Regions from separate parts of the Ovis aries genome. Here region 1 is linked to region 2. Evidence: chromatin contacts called from public Hi-C data. All regions are on one chromosome and are shown on one strand. Each heading gives the region's core, a stretch centred on a gene start, on an enhancer-like site or on the middle of the called end of the contact. The rest is flanking DNA. Distances are from core to core; before and after follow the strand shown. Region 1 overlaps USP38 (ubiquitin specific peptidase 38). Region 2 holds the start of SMARCA5 (SWI/SNF related, matrix associated, actin dependent regulator of chromatin, subfamily a, member 5).

Region 1 (7,448 bases), core at 2,303-4,802, 310 kb before region 2:
GTCCGACTCTGTGCAACCCCAGAGACGGCAGTCCACCAGGCTCCCCCATCCCTAGGATTCTCCAGGCAAGAACACTGGAGTAGGTTGCCATTTCCTTCTCCAGTGCAGGAAAGTGAAAAGTGAAAGTGAAGTCGCTCAGTCGTATCCGACTCCTAGCGACCCCATGGACTGGAGCCTACCAGGCTCCTCTATCCACGGGATTTTCCAGGCAAGAGTACTGGAGTGGGTTGCCATTGCCTTCTCAGGGCTTCAAATTTGTGTTACTTCTGACTTGAAGTATCTTTAGGGTGGTTAGGACATGGGTTACACATGGGATAAGGTCAAGACTAGATAGAGGCTTGTGAGAGGGGAGCCTAGAAGTGGAGAGGATGGAGGCAAAGGCTGATTGGGTGATTAGGGATGGTGAAAAGCCATGGCCAAGTGGAATTCGCTACTCTGCCCCCTCAGTTTTACTTGTACTCCCCTTGAACCTGAGCTAAAGGGAAACTTGGGCCCCGTGTGCTAAGGAGCCCAGTCTGGTTCCACTCTGGGACTGTGCTCCCCACGGGGAAGAGTCTGTAGAGCCAAAGAGAGGTGCTCACTTGTTCTCCTTCTCTAAACCACAGTGCTTTTATGTACACATTTATAGTAAATATATATATATATATATATACATAAAACATGTACTCATGTTTTCTTTTAAACAAATCAGTTTTTAAAAAGATTTACCAGCATTTTTTTTTCTTTTTTAATTCAATAATAGCTCAGATATTTTTGTGTTAGATCCTTGTGGATAGATTCATATCGACCTGTCTCATATTTTAAAATTCTGCCTAATGTTCCATAGTAAATATAAGTCATTTCCTTATGATAATTTTGCATTTTTCCTGTATTGTAAGCAGTGCTGCAGTGAATATACTCCACACACAAATGCAAATGTCACTACTTTCTACTCTGGGTATGTAGAGTGGCCACAGACTTGGGAAAACCAGGTTAACAACAGTTGAGAGGTGTGGAACAGCTCTCAGGGACAACTGTAATGACTTAAAACCATCATTGTTGGCCAGAAAAACAAGAAAGGGAAAAAGAAATAATGTGTGTAGAGTATAGAGGAAACATACAGATAACCTGTGGTAAAATCAGTATGAACTCTGAAGCCACTCCGTGTCTGATAGGACAGGTTAATCGTTAAGAGCAAAAATCTTACTAAAGATAACGCTCCAGTGTTAATGGAGATAGTTTATATCAATATGAGGGCCAGTCCTTTTGACGTGTTAGTTGCTCTTTTGGTCGTGTGTTTATGTACTATGTATTTTACATTTTGTACAATCAAAGGATGTATTTATTTCCTCGTCGTAACATTTAGAAGGGAGACATTCACAGTATTTCCAGTGTATTAATTCATTTAACCTTCTCATCAGTCCTGTGAAATTCATTCATAACCTAAAGATGAGGAACTGAAACACAAAGAAGTAACTGATAAAAGTATTTAGGGACCCCCAGCTAGTAAATGGTGAATTGAGATTTTTAAACCAAATCACTCTGACTTAAAAACCTGGTTTGTTTTACTATTTGTTTTATTATATATTCACCCAAACTGGATTACTGGATCAAAATCAAATAATATGAACATTTGGCCCAGTTGCCTTCCAGAAGCATTGTAGCATCTTCTTCATTGTGGTTGATATCTAACATAAGGGATAGTTTCCATCATACCCCATGTTACTTTATTTTCATTTAATTGGGTTGGTACTCAAAAAGGTGGTGGTAGTGGTTTAGTCACTAAGTCATGTCCAACTCTTGGGCCCCCATGGATTGTAGTCTGCCAGGCTCCTCTGTCCATGGGATTTCCCAGGCAAGAATCCTGACTGAAGTGGGTTGCCATTTCCTCCCCCAGGGGATCTTTGCCACCCACAGATCAAACCCCAGTCTCCTGCATTGCAGGCGCATTCTTTACCAACTGAACCACCAAGAAAGCCCTACTCAAAGAGAAGAGCGCTCACTATTTCAGAACGAGACCATTTTAGTGTTTGTATACTTGGTGCCCTTTTGTCTATTTGAAATTTCTTTTTGTTGTCTTTGTATAGTAGAATTTTGAGAGAGATGAAGAGACCTGTTTCACGATTCAAAATATAGTCTTTTTTAACAGTACATTTTATATTTATTTAGATTGTAATCACCAGAAAGGAGAAATTTTGCTTCATATGCATGTCTTAGTTCAGATAGCCATATTTGCACTGTTCTTAAAGTAAATTTGCCTAATAAGTTGACACTACTGAAGAATACATTAGAAACTTTGCATTTATGCAGAATGATTATCAGAAATTATTTTTATACAAATGTGTTATATAAGACTGTCAGTTGACAAGATTGGAAATCCCTGAGTACAAGCAGCCACTTGTTTGTATTATTTGATTTTGATCCAGTAATCCAGTTTGGGTGAATATATACAACAAAAATAGTAAAACAAACCAGGTTTTTAAGCCAGAGTGATTTGGTTTAAAAATCTCAATTCACCATTTATTAGCTGGGGGGTCCCTAAATACTTTTATCAGTTACTTCTTTGTGTTTCAGTTCCTCATCTGTAGGTTATGAATGAATTTTACAGGACTGATGAGAAGGTTAAATGAATTAATACACTGGAAATACATCTTCAATAGTACTTTTCACATGCAAGCTCAGTAAATATTGAGTCACAAAGTGAGTGACTTTGTAACTACTACTGTAGCTACTCTTGTTATTCCTAATGAATAATGTCAAGGCTGTTGTCAGTGCTACTGGTTTTGTTGTCCTTTAATTTTCAGGATGATTGACTGGCTGTCCTGGCCGTTGGCTCAGCACGTAGACACATGGGTGACTGCGCTCTTGAAAGGACTGGCAGCTGTCCAGAAGTTTACTATTTTGATAGATGTTACTTTACTGAAAATAGAATTGGTAAGTGGGAGTATATTAATCTTTTGGAATGTATAGAGCCATGTAACACATGTGTGCTAAGTCATTACAGTCATGTCTGACTCTTTGCAACCCTGTGGACTGTAGCCCCCCAGGCTCTTCTGTCCATGGGATTTCCCAGGCAAGAGTACTAGAGTGGGTTGCTGTTTCCTTCTCCAGGGGACCTTCCTGACCTAGGGATCGAACCTGCATCTCTCTCTTACTTATCCTGCATTGGCGGGTTCTTTACCACCTGTGCTATCTGGGAAGTAAGACCCATATAAGTCCATACAAGTCTTTTTATCTTTGGGTGGTCCCCTTTAAAGCATCTAGTTTTGGGTTTTCTTTTGAATAAAAATTTTGAATAGGCTTTAGAAATTTAAAATGCTACTTAAGATTAGGTCATAATAATAATTTTGCTGTTTTCAAATATTTATTATGAAAACACAGTCTTCCCATTAGCTCTTAAATCCTAACTAATCAAGCTTTTACCACCATTTTTCTGCCAAAACGATCTTTGACACCTGTGCTCTCCAGTGTTGCTTAACTCGAGTTATTTCTCAAGCCTCCTCTCCTCTGACCTGTTAGTCATTTGGCATAGCTGGTCACTCCCTCTTGAGACACCTTCCTCTCTCAGTTTCCAGGATATTATATTCTCCTGGACTTTGTTCTAGCTCACTGACTCCTCAGTCCTGGTGTGATCTTTCCAACTTTAGAGTGCCTTCGAGGTTCACCTCTGGCTTCCTTTCTTCTCAGTTCACACAGCCACCATGGCTTTAAGCAACGTCTCTAAGTTCATGACTGATAGGGTTTTATTTCTAGTTCATTATTCTCCTGTAAACTCCATGTTCATGTATCCAGCTCTCTATATACTTGGATCTCAGGTTCAGCTTATCCACAATCTAATTCCTGATTTTTCCCTCCCAAACCTGGTCTTCCCCATCTTAAATGACTATTTTAGCCTTTCATGTCAGAGAAGGCAGTGGCTGGGGTCCAGTACTCTTGCCTGGAAAATCCCATGGATGGAGGAGCCTGGTGGGCTGCAGTCCATGGGGTCGCTGAGGGTCGGACACAACTGAGCGACTTCACTTGCACTTTTCACTTTCATGCATTGGAGAAGGAAATGGCAACTTGTTCTTGCCTGGAGAATCCCACGGGCGGGGGAGCCTGGTGAGCTGCCATCTATGCAGTCGCACAGAGTTGGACACAACTGAAGCGGCTTAGCAGCAGCAGCAGCAGCAGCCTTTCATGTGCTCAGGCTCAACCTTGAAGCTATTCTTGTCTCTTCATGCTCTCTCAGCCCATGTCTTACAAATCCTATTGATTCTACCTTTAAAATATATCCCGAATTCTACCACTCTCAACCAGCTGCATCACTACCACCCTGATGCAGATTCAGCACCAGTTGTGCTAAGTCACTTCAGTTGTGTCCGACGCTATGCAACCCTATGGACTGTAGCCCACCAGGCTCCTCCGTCCAAAGGAATTCTCTAGGCAGGAATACTGGAGTAGGTTGTCATGGCCTCCTCCAGGGGATCTTCCCAATCCACGGATCAAATCTGGGTTTCCTGCCTTGGAAGGATCACCCCTTGCTATGTTGATTGCAGTAGCCCTGTGGCTCCTGCCCTTGATCCCCTTCAGGCATCACACGAGGTCCTCCCCAGCCTGGGCCACTGCTGCTCCTCTCGTCCTGTCTTCCACTGTGACTGCCTCAATCTCAATCTCCGTGCTTTGTTTACGCACACTGCCCTCCTTGTTATATCTCTAGTCCACCAGGCTGGAGGCCTCAGGGCTTTTGCAATGCTGAGTATAATAAGCAGAGCAAAGGCCCTTCTCCCAGTTATCTGTCAGACTTAGTCTCATTCCTTTCAGTTTTTTGTAGTCAGGGGTCACGTTTATCATGAGGCGTTTTTTTTTTTAATTCCCTATAATAAAACAGCAGAGCCTTTTGCCACTCAGCATTCCCTATTCAACATGCCTCGCTTTCATAGCATTTTTCTCTCATGTTACTTTTAATTGCCTCTATCCAGCCCTCTAGACAGTAAGCCCTCTAAGATCAGAGGTTTGCTTTGAATCCACTATTGTTTTCCCAGTATATACAATAGTGCCAGGCAGTAGTAGATGGTCAGTAAGTATTTTCTGAACAAATAATGGTCCAGGGAGTATCACCTTGTAAACATTGTTTGACAGATTTTTATTTGATGATGTAGTTTTAAGAGTTGGTGGGGTCATTATACTCCCTTGATCTCTGTCATATTATTTCCTAACTTTCTCCCTCTCCCAGAGTTTAATTGTATATGTTATGATAAAACTTCCCAGGAAGGAGATAAGCACATCAATAATTTGGGGCCCAATGAAAGTAGCCACTGATTGGGATAATGGTTTCCATGCCAGACCTTAAAGTGGATGCTTGTCTTTTGGGCAGGTTTTTAATCGCCTTTGGTTTCCTCTCGTGCGACCTGGTGCTCTCGCAGTTCTTTCTCACATGCTGCTTAGTTTTCAGCATTCTCCAGAGGCGTTCCATTTGGTAAGTTATGACACAAGTTTCCTACTTCAAAAAACCTTGTTTTAAAATTTCAACTTAGTATTGAGTCACATTTGTATTTGTGAAAAGATTATAGATTGGTCCTAAATCTATTTTCCTGTAGCTTTATGAGTCCTGTTAAAATTGATACTGTGAGATTTCCTCTCAAAGAGTATATTTTAGCATGTTTTGGGTCTCACCAAAACTTCCACTTGTGATCACAACGAGCAATTGAAAGTTAAAAGTTACTCTTGCACTTGAGAAGTGTCACGTGTCAGTGTCACCAGCGCACTGTCTGTTGCACACATGAGCAGCGTAGAAGGAGAAAAATGGTTTGAAACCACTGACTGCTCTAGAACTTCAGAAGCAGGCGAACATCAGTCTTTATTGCCCTAGAATTAGGGCTTTGCCTTCTCTCTCAGCTCATACCCTATAAATTCTGTTGATTCCTCCTTTAAAATATATCCAGAATCCTACCACTTTTAACCAGCTGCATCACTGGTTTTGGTTTGATTTCATATTATTTATTTGATTGTCAGTTATTGCAAGTGAGAAATGACAAAATGTAACTTTGAGAACCTGTCCATTTTTCTGTCTAGGGCATCACAGGAAAGCAGTGCTTTATGTGGTTACTGACTTCCTCCAAGGTCTGATCCTCAGTTTTACAGGACTAGAAGCTCAATCAACACAGCCACAGTTTAAAATTTTAGGAGGCCTGGCCCACCACAAACATATTCAGAAGAGGCAAGAGGCAGATGAAATGCAGAATTTCAGTTGGTGATTGTTGGTTGGAAATTTAACTAGCCTCAGAGAATTATGTGTCATATCAGCTACTCAGTGCCCCATTTCCACTGAAGGAAAATCTGCAGGCTTATCAGAAGTAAACCTTACTAACAAGTAATTACATTATAATACATTATCACTTAGGAGGAGTGATTTCTGTAGTTTATTGTTCTAATTGGTGAGCTTGATCATCAGTTAATAAACTTGTTATCCATTACACAAAACTCAAACTTGAGCTAATATAGCAAGAATACTAGCAAAATCGTCCAAGGGAGATAAACAACTATTTGTTCCTCCCGTCAGGCACAGTCATGTATCAGCTGTTTGAGAAAAGGTTTATATTTATTTATTTTCTGGGGAGGAAATCCATTCTAATGTTTATTAATCTCCACACATTCCTTATTCTCTCAGATAAGTCACTTTTGCTATACTCTAAACCTATTTCTTTGCTCAATATTTTAAAAGATGGAAGGGATCTCCTTACCTTTTGTTGCCTTCGCCCTCCCCACAAAAAAGTGATTGAAATGGCAAATGGTTGACTTTGAAATATTTGACTGCTGAAATAAGTAAATATGAAATCACTTATTTAAAGAACAGTTAGAGCTAAAATAGGAAACTGTGATCTGGCTTAATAAAGTCTAAAAACAAAAACCTAATTATTCTGTCTACATACTGTGTATAGCCTGACCTACGACTCAACTAAAATTAACTTGGGCATCTAGTAGTGGGTCATGCAGCAGTTAAATCACCTGTAACTCTAAACAACTCAGCAAAGGACTCAGATTTAGGAGTTGCTAAGTATGAACAGTAACCTGGAATCATTTAGAATATTTTGAAGCAAACCAAGATTGATATTACAGAGTGTGTTTTTATGGACCGTTTGCTTTTCATATGCTTTTTATAAGTGACAAATTTTAAATGGAAGAGAAAATATCAAGCCTTCTAATTAAATGTTATACACATTTTCTCAAATACTAACTTAAGTTTAGTGAATATCACAGTAATGTCTGCAAATATTCAGATTTGCTCATTCAGGAAAAAAAAATCAGTTTTCAGATATTTAGAAGATAATAACCTGCTTGGACATCTGTCTTATACACTTGTGAAGAACTTAGTCTTATTTCTGAGTCAGTGATCATTTTTTACCATGTAAGATGTAATAGTAGATAACTAGATATATTATCTGTCCACAAAGATCCAATCTACACTAGGAAGGCTTTTGGACGATTTA
Region 2 (7,756 bases), core at 5,187-7,686:
TAGAACTGATACCTTTGATGGAATTTAAACCGTGAATGAAAATTTAAAGAATCATAGTGCTTGAATGGGAACATGAGTAGATTTTATTTTTTAATAAAAATCCTAATTTTCTGTGACGCATAGAGACTGCAAACATATGCTGGAGATGCCAGTCAATGGTTTGCATCTCCAACCCTTCTTAAGAGAACCTGCCTCCCATCCTGGCTCCTGCTCAAGAGGCAGACCTGGGTAACTATATTTGTATCTAGCAGCTGGACCCCTTTTCACACCTAATAGATCTGGAATGAGCATCTGATCTGAGCTGGGTTAGTCCATTTCCCAACACTAGGAATTTGAAATTGAAACACTAATAGTAAATCTATGAAGTACCACAATGCACAACCAACTGGAAACTGGGACAAACCAAATACATTGTACTTAATCAAGAGCAGAGGAACCAAGAGAAAGTGGAGAAAGCCATTCTAGAGAGACATACAGGAAAATGAATAAAAATATATCCCACAGTGGTTACCAGCAGGGACTTGAGTTGAATTCGAGCCAAAATGAATTATTATCCTGATTTTCAATAGAAGCTACTACATTTTACAGTATGTTAGCTTAAGGATAATTTACTTAGATAACTTAATATCTTAGACTTGTAACAAACTGATTCCCAGATATTCCTTGGATACCTAAATCATTTCTAAGATATGACATTGAAACATTGATCACTAAGCATAATTTTCTGTGTATACCATTTCACTTTGTATTTTAAACGCTATAAAGAGACTATTTGTGTCTGTTAAATGAATATGCTTACTTTTGCCACTTTGCGAAGCCTTTTAAAGGATGTGTGTGGCTGCAGAAAGTTGTGTTCTGTGTATTCATAAGCTCTGATAGTTTGCTAAAATGTAGATCATATAGTTCACAATGACTTAGCCTTTAGTTTTCTGGAAAACAAAATTTCTTTGGTTAAAAGTTACGATTAAAGCAAATGCTTGGGATCACATACTTAGGAGCAATAGTTTCAGAGAAATACAACTGTGCACATGCTTTTGTTTTTTGAGGAAAATGGTTTTTTCCTAAAGCACTCATTCTCAGGGCTTTGGGTCTACGAGCTCCTTAGCACCACATTTCCACCAGCAACGTATGACTGATTTATTTTCTTGGTATGCTCACTGGCATTTGATGTTGTCATTGTTTTCAGTTTTAGCCATTCTGTTAGGTATGAAGTAATACCTCATTGTGGTTTTAATTTGCACTTTTCTATGACTAATGCTTTTGAACATCTTTAATGTGCTAATTTGCCATCTGTATGCCTTCTTCAGAGAAATGTCTCTTCATTTTATTTTTCCCATGTTTTCCATAGACCGCTTGCTTTTTTTCCTGTTGAACTTTGAGAGTTCTTTATATATTCGATACTCATCCTTTGTTTGACATGTGTTTGTAAATATTTTTCTCCCACTCTGCAACTTGTCATCTCCTTGACAGTCTCTTACAGAGCAAAAGCTTTTAATTTTTTATTCAATTTATTAATTTTTCCTTCTACTGATCATGCGTTTGGTGTCAAAGATAAAGAACTATATGCCCAGCCCTAGATCCCTAGCATTTTCCCCTATTTTTCTCTAAAATTTTTTAGTTTTCTGTTTTACATTAAGTCTACTATCTATTTTGAGTTAATTTCTGCACAAAGTGTGAGACTTAGCAAGGTTGCTTCTCCCCCCACCGCATGGAGATTTCTCCAGGACCATTTGTTGAAAAACCTCTGCACTGAGTCCCCATGTTCATTGTTAATTTGTAGAAATAGTTGATTTTTGAATGCTTATTCTTTACCTTGAAAACTTTCAGAATCCACTTATTAGGCCTTTGGATTTTTCTGGCAGATTTCTTGCAATTTTCTACATAGATAATCGTGTCATTGGCAAATGGAGAGTTTTATTTTTCCTTTCCAGCACTCACACAGGGGTGTGAGCAGGATCTTTGCCTGTTTCTGATCTTAGAGGAAAAACATTCAGTCTCACGAAGTATCATGTTGGGTTGTAGGTATTTCAGATGTTCTTTATCAAGTGGAGGAAGTCTCCCTATATACTTTTTTTTTTGCAAGTTTTTATTATGAAAAGATGTTGAAACTTTCTCAAATGCTTTTCCTGCATTGCTTGATATAATCAAGTGGGTTTTCTTCTCTACCCTGTTAATATGTCAGATAACATCAATTTTCAAATATTGAACTATTTTTTCATCCCTGGAATAAATTATATTTGCACAGTTCTTTTTACACATTGCATAATTGTATTTGTTAATATTTTGTTAAGGATATTTACATCTATATTCATTAAGATATTGGTCTTTCATTTTCTCTTATACAATATCCTTGGTTTGGTATGAGGGTTACAGTAGCTTTGTAAAATGATTTGGGAAGTGCATCCTTTTCTATATTTGGGGAGGAGATTATATAAAATTTCTGTAGAATTGTGTAGAAATATATGATAGAAATCACCAGTGAAACCATCTGGTTCTGGATATTTCTTTTGGGGAGATTTTAGGTTATGAATTTAATTTCCTAAATAGTTGTAACACTATTCAAATTATCTACTTCATATTGTCTGTTATTTTTCAAAAAAGTGGTATTTGTCAAATTTATGCTTGTAGTATTCCCTTTATCTTTTTGATGTTTTCAATGTCAGTAACCATGGGTTCTGTTTAATTCCTAATATTGATGATTTGTGTTTTCTTTGTTAGTTTTCCAAACATTTTGTCAATTTTATCCTGTCAAGAATCAGTTCCTTGTCTTATTTTGTCTAAGTTTTTCTGATTTTCATTTCAGTGATTTCTGTTCTTGCCTTTATTTTTTCCTTTCTTCTGCTTACTTTGAATTTATTTTGCTCTTCTTTTTCTAGGCTTCTGAAATGGAAGCTTAGATTTGAGACTATTCCCCTTTTATGAAAGTAAGCATTCAAGTAAGAAGAAAAAAAAATTTTTTTTTTACAAGGGAGGAAATGCACAGAGAACTTGAATTTTTAACTTGTAAATAGCAGGGGCGGGGGGAAAGGCAATTTTAAATGATGGCATAAATACATGTACAAACACCAAGCAGACACAGAGTCACCCACTGATATGACCTGGTGACCAAACATGAGGGAGATGCATTGGAACTTTACTTAATACTTTTCTTTAATTGAAATCCCCTCATGTGGCAAATGACCTGAGTAAGAGAATTCTGAAAAAGATGTATATGTGATCATCGGTATCTAGTGTTGGAAACGCCCATTCTTAAGATACTCACAAACTCAATACTGTTTCATTGTTGTCATGTAGTAACCAGACTTACTTTCCCAGGCTTTCACAAAATAAAATGAGCATGGGATAAAGACAGGCTCAGCATATTCCTCCTGTGTTCTTGATAAACCTAATAAAATCCTTTTTGTTACCATTCAAGGCCAAAATGTTGAAAGAGTCCTAGCTCTTTGGCATTGATTGTCCTCTGGCAAGTATCTGTTTGCTCCACTCTGTTCAGCACAGCACATACCGTTCTAGCACACTAAATCCAGTAGAGAGAATTTTCGGTGTAGACAACAGGTATTTGCATATTTGAGATAAACTATCATGACGTTACATTATAGTATTTATTTCTGGGAACATGTTTAAAGAAGTATTTCCTTCTAGTGTTTTCATGACACTATTCCCTTTACCCTCCTCCTTATTAAAAAAAAAACACACACAGTGGATGATCCTTCTTTGACCCTTAGGCTTATGATCCTTCAGTATCAGAATACCTAACACTTGAACCCAGAGCTCAGTATCTACCAGGCACTGTATTAAACATCCTGCATACTCGATCTCATTTAATTCTTAAGACATCATTATGTTATAATTAGGTTAATATAACATTATCTTATGATTATTGTTATAATTATTATAGTTTTCAACATTATTATAAGAATGTCATCCAAATATAAAGTTTGAATACTATAATAAAAAGATGAGGAAAAGACTGACTTCAAAGAAGTTAAGTAATTTGCCTGAATTCACACAAATATTAAGTTCTCATACCTACATGAAATTCCAGACTTGCCTGACTCTCCAACCTACTCTAACTACACTAATCTTATATAATGCTATCAATTTCAGAACCAGCTGGAAGCTGGAAGTTTTAGCCTGTCAGCATTTGAAGAACAATAGACCTTTGTCCTTTGGCCACTTAATGGGCACTACTGTCTGCCACTCAGTTAATGTCCCTATACCTCAGTTTTCAAACATTGTCTTTTCTGTAGCTCCTCGCTTCCTTCCTCCCTGCTCCTAGACCTTGCTCAAAATGTTTTTCTGTCCCTGTGGTTAGATTACTGGATTCAAAAATTCTGTTTCCTCTTCCTCCTTTCTTTTAAGTATCTTTCCTCCATAATTACCTCCACAGGATTCTCATACAGCTTTCATATGCTCACATGAGAAACTCACTCATAGTATAAATGTCTATGTTAAGAAAGACAGGTGTCATTTTAGAGGTAATTTTATTGTCTTGCTACTTGTTTTTCTTAAATTGTCAGCCTTCATCAATTTACATATTCAGTATATTTTTAGGGTTTCTAAACCAAGATCCAAGATATGTACCTGTAGAGTGAAGAAATACTCTGAATACTAAATGTTATATGCTTTCTTCTTAATGTCAATATTAAATATCTGTTCATAAGTATTTGTTCAGTGTCTGTATGTCAGTGTCTGTTACCCTAGACATTTTTACTTCCACATCATCTTTTCTGGTAAAAGTGTTTTTTAAATATAAAAAATAAGTTTCTTGATATAGTAACACACAGATTCACTTTAGAAAAAAATAAAAATACAACCTAAAAAGAATTAGGAAATATATACCAACAACAATCACTTTCAATACTTTTATGATTATCCTTACAATGTTTCATTCATGTTTTTCAACTTAAGTTTTTTCAGTTAACACTATATAATAAACACTCTTCTACATTAATGGTTGTTGAAGATAAATAATAGTTCACTGTGTGGGTGTACAACAGCTTTAAAATCACACTTTCTATGTTGGACTCACTACTGCTGGCTTTTTGCAGTAACAGGTGAAGACCACAACAAACATCATTTGTGTATTTTTCTGTTCATATATCCTTAGATGGTTCCTTATAGTCTCACAAACAGTATTTCTAATGGGCTGGGGGGCATTTTTCCAGATCTCAACTTAAAAATTATCATTTGATCAGTTAAAAGTTTGCAGGCTACAGATTCAAAGGAGAGCTCTTCTATTTGAAATTCAACATAATCAACAGTTTGCTCAAATCTTAACTCTTGAAAAGTGTGTCTCCGCTATTCAATACATACTGATAGAATACTGGATATGGGGATACAAAGATGGATAAGAGCCTGTGCAGGGCAGATAACAATTCACAGCAGTACGATTTTCTATTGAGTAGAACACGATGTTCTTGATAACCTGCAGCAGATCCGTGCGCAAGACCCACAGGCTATGTTGAGGACAGTGGAAGGCGTAACCACTGGAAATTATTCGAAGTATTTCTTAAGGAGAAAGAAATGCACAGCAGTCTGTACATTTTAATATTTAGTGGTTGAGCAAAAGATACAGCCCATGGCCTCTCTTATCTACCGATTATCTATGACTCTTATCTATGACTCTCATTCACATGGTGATGGGCAGTTTGCTTATGTTTAGCACGTAAATTCAGAGAAAATATCGTTTAACTCTGTAAGAGAAGTAGAAGGAATTTAGAAATGATTCTTATAGCTAACGTGTAGACAAAAAAATATTACACCAACGGGCCCTTTTGTTTAGACAACAAAACCTAAGAGACGTCAACTGGGATAACTAAACCATCTTCAACACATTGGCGTCACACCTATGAGCGGCGGCAGCGAAAGTGTTAAGGCCTGCACAGGCCTCTATACTGCAGTAGGCGGCGCAAAACCTGGGCAAGTTTTCTGGGAGTGCCGCAGATCCCTGCCAAGCAGAGCAGACCAGGCGCCGGTGGACCCTGAGCCGTTAAGAACGCCTGGAAGACAGCGCTCGCGTCATGCCGGGAAGCCGACGGACAAACCTACGTCTCCAATCTCTCCCTCGAGGCCCCGCCCATTCCTTACCCAAGAGCTCTCTGGGGCCTCGAAGGAGGCGTGGCCCAGGGCAAAGAGGGGAGAATGCGCATGCGCACTCGGAGCCCAGTCATGTAGCCAACTATCAATCTCGCGAGTGTTGATAGTCGGTGGCGTAGGTAGTAGAACTGAGTGCTGGCGAGATAGATGATATCTACCAGAGGAAGAAGAGGAGGCAGCTAAGCCAGTTCCCAGTCTCTGTCCCTCCTTTGCTTTCCTTTCTTTTTCCCTCAACCCTCCGCCCTCCTGTGAATCAGCCCGCCTTCCCTGACCTCAGTGACCCGAGTGGCCCCGCCCACTCTCGTCGACGTGATTCCCGCCGTGGGGTAAAGCGCCGGTCGAACCCGGAGCCCCGCGGAAGAGGAGGGCGACCAGAGGGGGAGGTTGCTGGGCCTGGTTTGGGCTCGTCGCCGAGCCGCGGCGCAGGGGGCTTTCGGGTAGTCCTCTCGCTTCTCCATCTGCTCGTTGCGACGCAGCCACCCAGGCCTAGGCCTCCTCCTCCTCCTCCCTGCCGGACCCGGCCTCTGGCAGCAGCGGGTGACGCAGACGGAACATCATGTCGTCCGCGGCCGACCCTCCGCCACCCCCGCCTCCCGAGAGCGCGCCTTCCAAGCCCGCAGCCTCGGCCGCCGGCAGCGGGAGCAACAGCAGCAACAAAGGCGGCCCCGAGGGCGTCGCAGCCCAGGCGGCTCCCTCCGTGGCCAGCGCCGGCCCCGCGGACTCGGAGATGGAGGTGAGGGCGGCTCGTGGTGTGGAAAGAGGGCAGGATGGGGAGGAGGAACTGGTTCCCTCGCCTCTGTACTAGTGATGAGACGCAGAGCCAAACTTCACCCCTTCGCACTCCAACACGGCCTCAGACCGTTTGGGTCGGAAATGATGCTCTCACCCTTGCGCGTAAGCAATCCAGGCAACCTCAAGTGGATTTCTGGCACTTCACGTTTATATTATTTGTCTCTTTGGCGAACCTTGCCAAATCCTCGAACGCTCTTATTAGACACATGTTCTTGATTACTGAGGCCGAGTGAAGATCTACCCTTTTTTTTTTTTTTTTTAAGCTGGACTCCCATAATTCCCTCGCTCATCTCTGAATCTCGATTTTACTTTCCGCTAAACTTGGGGAGAGGGCGAGGGAAATTTCCCTCTAGGTACGGGGGTAGACAGGCGGGGTGGGGAAGGCATTTAAAAGCAGCGCATCCGAGGGCTTGGGCCTCCTTTTCTTCATCCCGTTCTTTGCGGGGGCGGTATCTGTTTCGCAGAAACAATGGCGAGGGCTGGATGGCCGAGGGCGCAGTGGGGATAAGCGGGGCACAGCTGCTCCCTCGGAGGGAGAGGAGGCTCCTCCCAGGCACTGTTCCGTGGGGAAGGGAAGCGACCACGGCGGCAGCAGCTGTCTTGAACCCCCATTTCATTTTGTGGGGGGAGTGATGGATGGATGGATGAATGAATTAGTGAGTGAGGGGCGGTTAGTTTGCTTACAGACCAGCGCATTTCCTCTTTGGGGGCCTTGGCCTTATTTTGAAAATTGGTACCGTTCTCTATGGCTCCCTACCTTCTGGGCTGGGGCTGGTGGGTCAGGGAATGGTAACAGTACTGCGAGGGTGGAGAGATTGGGGAACTGCCAGGCGGGTCTTTTGGGTGTGCTCCAAGGTTTTGCGAT

The links. A called contact is a pair of places that touch in the nucleus more often than the background predicts.
Region 1: a contact with region 2 is called in a Hi-C map of mixed tissues, with 4 times the contacts expected there. The contact joins the enhancer-like site here to the promoter of SMARCA5 in region 2. A contact is called at or near these places in 5 of 16 Hi-C or Micro-C datasets (blood, hypothalamus, mixed tissues and 2 more).

Annotation. Positions count from the first base shown.
Region 1 is chr17:14,772,710-14,780,157 of ARS-UI_Ramb_v3.0, reverse strand. It overlaps USP38 (ubiquitin specific peptidase 38), which reads left to right. Exons shown (of 9, transcript XM_042234314.2): 3 at 2,784-2,913. Among named protein-coding and RNA genes, the nearest start is that of USP38, 10 kb to the left of the region's middle. Within about 2 kb of position 3,552, at least 3 of the 54 cell types and tissues checked have an H3K27ac peak or open chromatin away from gene starts, as enhancers often do.
Region 2 is chr17:14,462,239-14,469,994 of ARS-UI_Ramb_v3.0, reverse strand. SMARCA5 (SWI/SNF related, matrix associated, actin dependent regulator of chromatin, subfamily a, member 5) reads left to right here and starts at 6,436. Exons shown (of 23, transcript XM_060400631.1): 1 at 6,436-6,832. The coding sequence starts at 6,656.